Linked DNA regions of Mus musculus: region 2 is linked to region 1. The links are chromatin contacts, called in public promoter capture Hi-C maps. All regions are on one chromosome and are shown on one strand. The core of a region is the stretch at or near the end of the contact, and the rest is flanking DNA. Distances in the headings are between cores, read along the strand shown. Region 1 overlaps Epb41l4b (erythrocyte membrane protein band 4.1 like 4b). Region 2 holds the start of Epb41l4b (erythrocyte membrane protein band 4.1 like 4b).

What was found. Promoter capture Hi-C pulls out the DNA fragments that hold promoters and counts their contacts.
Region 2: a promoter capture Hi-C map of hippocampal neurons shows a contact between it and region 1, with 4 times the contacts expected there. The contact joins the promoter of Epb41l4b here to the enhancer-like site in region 1. A contact is called at or near these places in 7 of 39 promoter capture datasets (cranial neural crest, embryonic stem cells, epiblast stem cells and 4 more), 15 of 484 Hi-C or Micro-C datasets (CD4 T cells, CD4 single positive thymocytes, brain and 7 more), 12 of 115 datasets of contacts at active chromatin or transcription factors (the 230-238 cell line, bone marrow-derived macrophages, embryonic hindbrain and 6 more) and 5 of 9 other capture datasets (adipose tissue, embryonic stem cells, liver and 2 more).

The regions. Positions count from the first base shown.
Region 1 is chr4:57,045,027-57,047,625 of GRCm38.p6, reverse strand. The region is part of intron 15 of Epb41l4b (erythrocyte membrane protein band 4.1 like 4b); the gene reads left to right. Among named protein-coding and RNA genes, the nearest start is that of Gm34738, 3.7 kb to the left of the region's middle. Within about 2 kb of position 1,300, at least 8 of the 459 cell types and tissues checked have an H3K27ac peak or open chromatin away from gene starts, as enhancers often do. A contact at or near this core is called in hippocampal neurons, where this site is marked.
Region 2 is chr4:57,141,840-57,144,438 of GRCm38.p6, reverse strand. It overlaps Epb41l4b (erythrocyte membrane protein band 4.1 like 4b), which reads left to right and starts at 1,283. Exons shown (of 25, transcript NM_001355492.1): 1 at 1,283-1,591. The coding sequence starts at 1,286. It overlaps LOC108168956, which reads left to right. Exons shown (of 2, transcript XM_017320489.1): 2 at 448-1,181. The coding sequence ends at 1,181.

The DNA.
Region 1 (2,599 bases), core at 51-2,550:
ACTCTAAAGAAACACATGTATGCGAAGCACAGACGCTTTCTCGTTTGTTTCTCCTGCCTTCTCAACTGGAATAGACTAACTGCAGAAGCTTCCAGAACAAAGAGAAAGAAATTGAAATCTAAGCTAAAGAAAGGGAGCAGTCAGGACATATTTGACTTGAAAGAAGAAACAGGACTGTGTGAGAAAGGAAATCAGGGTTAGGCTACTGTGTGTGGTGACACTAAAAGAAAAGCAACAAAGTAACAACATGGTGAGTAACAAAGAAACAGACCAGTCCAGTGCTGTGGGAGGAAAAGCTGGAGTAGTGCTGACCGGGCGGGTTAACCTGTGTCTGGCAAGAGCAATCAGGAAAATGGAAACGAATCTAGGCATTTCCTACAGAGGGACTTTCATACAAGGCTCGATTATACAAAGGACAAAAGAACTGGACCTGAAGTACCACTGAAGCAATCCCAACATGAGAGTAATTGGAAACTGCTTACCACCCCAGAACCAAAGGATAAAGGATGAAGGGTGATGGCACCACAGGAATCCAGGGTAGGGGCTTGGGCTACAGAGCACTCATGGCGGATGCTGAAACATCTGTGGGGCACAAGATGGCGAGCCAGGGTAGGGGCCCAGAAGTGCACTGAACTCCTTGGAGTGGGTTGGGGAAAGTGGCATGGAGCCTGCGATTACTCAGCCTAGTGACCAGTGGAGCAAAGAGGGCACCTCAGCTTCCTGAGCAGGCACAGACTGCTCCTTTCAGGAGGGTGAAGTGGTTCTTCATTTCAGAAAAAACATATGTCAATTTCCCATCAATCCCCATGGGTTTGTCATCCAGATGGGAGACAAGAAGAGAAACAGCAGGATACCTACTCTTAGGCACACACCAAAGCTATGCAAGACCTCCACACCCAATGCCTAGTATACCCTGTCAGCTCCAGGCCTTAGAAGTTGAAGAACCCTTCTCTTACAATGTCCAGTGTTCCCCTGCCCCTGTCCACTCTTCCATAACTGTCAGGACTTCCTTACTTCAAGCATGTCTACCCCAGGAGGTCTCCTCTAACAATGTCTCAGGCTAGACTGAAGTCCTTCCCCTGCCGACTGCCGTGCCTGGCACAGTGCCAGACAACAGAGCTGGTCCCGGACTATTGACTGAGTGGACTGAGGCTTTTGCTGGCCTCCCATGAACCAGCCCTTCTTCCAGCACAGCTGGGACACAAATACATATGGCGGGTTCTGTTCCTGCTGAGCTTACTGGATGGTAAAGAGCGTGAGGGTGTCTCAGCCCGAGGCTTTTGAGGAGGACTTGGATTCTCCTGATGAGTACTCCATGCTGCCTTAAATAGAAGCTGAGCAGATGGTAAGACACAGCAGATGGGCAGCCCTTGGGGCACCGAGTGGAAAGGTGGGAGGCCTGGATTGTGTCCCGGACTCAGCTGCTGGTCTCCGGCTGTGTGACCTGCTCCCCTCCCCTCCCATGGTGAGCCCATATGCAAAGTGAGCTGGTTGCAGGTTGGAGAAAGGTGGTAGTTCCCAGGCCAGCTGCAGGATTTAGAGATAGGTGACCATGTCTAGAGGAGAATAACATCCATATTTCCAAAGATCTCCAGCTTTACTGGGATCTGTCTCGCATAGTGCACAGTTCAGCAAAATATACAGTTGGTTATATGCATGATGTTGTTTGGTCATGGTTTTTGCTATTTTAGGAACATTGCATTCCTCCCCAAGAAATTCAGTAACAATAGACTGTCAATCCTGATTCCTCCTACTTCCGAGTTACTTCTAAATAACTCCTAAGCTTCCCCCCACTTGTCTGGTCTACACATGTCCTATAAGAGGAATCACGTATGTAGCCTTTGATATCCATCTTCTTCAAGATAGCATAGTGTTTTCAAGGTTCATTTAAATTATAACATGATCCTGGGGTTCACGTCTTTTTCATGGCTTTGTAATTTCCCACTGTAGTGATAACCACATTTTGACTATCTGTTAATGGATGAACTCGATTGCTTCTACCTTTGCGTGATTATGAATAATACTGAATGAGCATTCAGGTACAAGTTTTTCATGGATCTTTTTTTCCCTTGGATTCTTATCTTGGCGTAAATTGCTGGACCATGCAATGATATCTTTAACTCTTTGAGGACCCACCAGGCTGTTTTGTTTTTGTTTTTTTTTTTTTTCCAAACTGAATAAACCATCTTACATTCCCTCCAGTAGCATATAAGAGTTTTCCTAGTGGCTTTAACATCTGCCTGAGTTTAAACCTATAGAACCAGAGGGTATTGAGGACTCCATTATAAGGTTCTGTGGTTTCTTATCCCAGCTTAGATCCCCAGGGCCCGTGTCACCCAAAACTTGCGTACACTGCAAAGGTTGTGATTAGCTTCTCAGGAGCACCTTCACTTGGCCTTTTCAAAAGAAAGCCCTGAGTCCAGCCTCACCCTTTCCTTGCCCTGTCCTGGTAACAATTCTGGTGGTAGATTCTAGAAATACTGTGGCTTTGCAGAATCTCAAACACCCCATGAGCCTCAGTCTCTAGTGAGCCTGGAGTTGGCCTAGTATCCTGACCCTTGGCCGATGTCCCTAAGGCTAGAATGTTGCTGCATGTTTT
Region 2 (2,599 bases), core at 34-2,533, 97 kb before region 1:
CTCCTTTCAGCTTCATTTCCCACATTCCTTTCTGCAACACAGGACAACTCACTTGTCTGTGGGCAAACCCTGAACCTGTGGGCATTGATTGTTAGCAATTCGCTGTCTCCAGTTTGCTCCATGTGCCCTATGCAATTCATTCTTATGTTCTGCTTCGCTTCCCAGGAGTCTGTCCAACCTTGACCAACCTTCTCAGTAGCAATAGCTTATGCAGGACCTTTCCTTAATTCTGGGCATGGGCGAGGTCCTTGAAGCAGGGTGTCTCCAAAGGAGTATGGAAAAGTACTTCCCCTCCTCGCAGGCCTCAATTTTCTTGTTTGGAACGGGTCCGTTGGACTGGCAGGTTAAAGCTCCAGCCAGGGTTGAGATTTTAAGCAGATAGAATTTCATTAAGTGGCAGGGACCTTCTAGGTCGCCTACTCCACTTCTGCAGAAGGAGAAACTGAGTACGGTTGGTGTTTTGTTTTTGTTTTTGTTTTTCTTCCAGAAAGAGCCGTGTTTTTCTTTGCCCTAGGGGTAAGACTTCCCTGGAAGGAGACAGTCTTATTTTCTTCATCTGGTCAAGCAGGAGGAACTCTTGGACTTCTAGGGGGTCCTGCGCGCCCGGAAACACGTGTGTGCTCACCTACGTGTACGCACGTGAGCGCACCTACAGCAGCAGGGGGCGCTCGGGCCGGCAGGGGGCAGCACAAGCCCGGCGCAGCCCCGGGGGAGGAGGGCGTGCTGCAGTGCCGGCGGCGGCGGCTGGAGGTGCAGCCCTCCCAGGTGGGAGGCGGGGGCTGCGGGCGCAGGAAAAGGCGCCCCGGGAGCGGGCGCTCGGCGGGGGCCTCCTCGGGCCGGGCGCGGCGCGAGTGGGAGCGAGCGCGCCGGGAGCACGCAGGCGCTTTGCTCCGGCTGGCCCTCGGCCGGCGCGCGGCGCGGGAGCAGCCCGCAGCCGGGTCCCCCCGCGGCGCTCTTCGCGGGGCAGCGGCCACGCAGCAGCCGGCACCGACCGACCGCCCCAAGCGCGCGGCAGCGACAGCGGCGACAGCAGCGGGACGGTCCCCCGGGCCGCCTGTGCGCGTTCTCTCCCGCGCGGCTACTCTCGGCGGGCGCTGGCCCGGCCGACGCGTCCCGCGGGCGGCCGGAGCGCGGCGGCGGCCTCGGCTGGGGCGGGAGCGAGCCCCGGGCCGCAGCCCGCGGGAGGCGGCGCGGCGCGGCGGGCACTGACGGCGGCGCCGGGCGCTCCCGGGCGGCGGCGCGGCGGCAGCGCAGGGGGCGGAGGCAGGGGGCGCCCCCGGCCAGGATGCTGCGGTTCCTGCGCCGGACCTTTGGCCGCCGCTCCATGCAGCGCTACGCGCGGGGCGCGGCGGGGCGCGGGGCCGCCGGGCTGGGGGACGAGCGCGACGGGGGGCCGCGAGGGGGCCCGGCTGCCGCCGCCAGCTCCTCGGTGCTGCCCGCCGCGCCCGGGGGCAGCGTATTCCCGGCCGGCGGCGGGCCCCTGCTCACCGGCGGCGCGGCTGTGCACATCTCCGCCTCGGGAGCTGCCAAGGCCACCCTTTACTGCCGTGTCTTCCTGCTCGACGGAACCGAAGTGAGCGTGGACCTGCCGGTGAGTGACGCGGCGCGTGCGGGGCACTAGCAGCCTGCTCTGCTTGGGTCAGAACCCCCTGTCCCAGTCTTTCTTTCTCTCTGGGAAGCTACCCGGGCTGTTTTTTGGGGACCCCTCCCCCATCTTCTGCCAATCTTCCCCAGCCATGAACCCTCCCAGACCACCAGCCCGGGTATGCTCTGGGGCCCAGTCTTTGGCACCTTGCAACCGCAGGGTTGCGGCGCCCTTCTTTGGCGACCACCTAGGATTTTTGTGCCTCACTCCTACCCCATGCTATCCCATGCACACGTCCCTACGTCCCCTCCCCTTGGCGCAGGTGGCTGGCATTCCCTGCCAATGTTGGCCTTCGGCTGCTGGATTGAGTAGAATTTTTCAAGCGACGCAGGGCTGTTCCGGGGTATCCCGCTTTGGGTATCAGGCCTTGGTGGAGAAGAAATCCTTGCCTGCTGCTCAGCAGGTGCCCCAAGTTTGGGAAGAGGCTTAGGGAACAGTTTTGCCGCTCTGCCTTCTCCCGATTCCCCGTGGATGGCCCCCATAGGGAGCCTATCCCAAAGTGCTCCCTGGCTCACAACCTCGCAGGGAGTGGAGCGACTTGGGAGCCAACTCAGGCCAGGTCCGCTTTGAACGGAGAGATAAGCCTTGGCGTGCTGGGAGTTGGCCCCGGTCCCCTCTGGACTGGCCTACCCACTCTCTCCCACACCCGGCAGTTTGCGTGGTTCGTTCAGGGCATCCCGGGGTGGCAGCACCAGGGCCTGCGTCCGGTTCACACACCCACAGGTGGTTGCACCCGGGCCCAGTTCCAGTGGCAAGCTAGGCCAGCGCCAGTGTCTCCGACAGGGAGTCCAGCCGCCAAAAGAGCCTTTTTGGCCGAAGGGGCCAGTCAGATCCTATCAAACGCTGCACTAACGGGCGCCCACTGCGCTGCGGCAGACGGTGCCTTCGGGAATCTTTGGGCATGACTGAAGACACCGCAGTAATTGAGCTTTAGATGAGTTACAGATTGTCCGG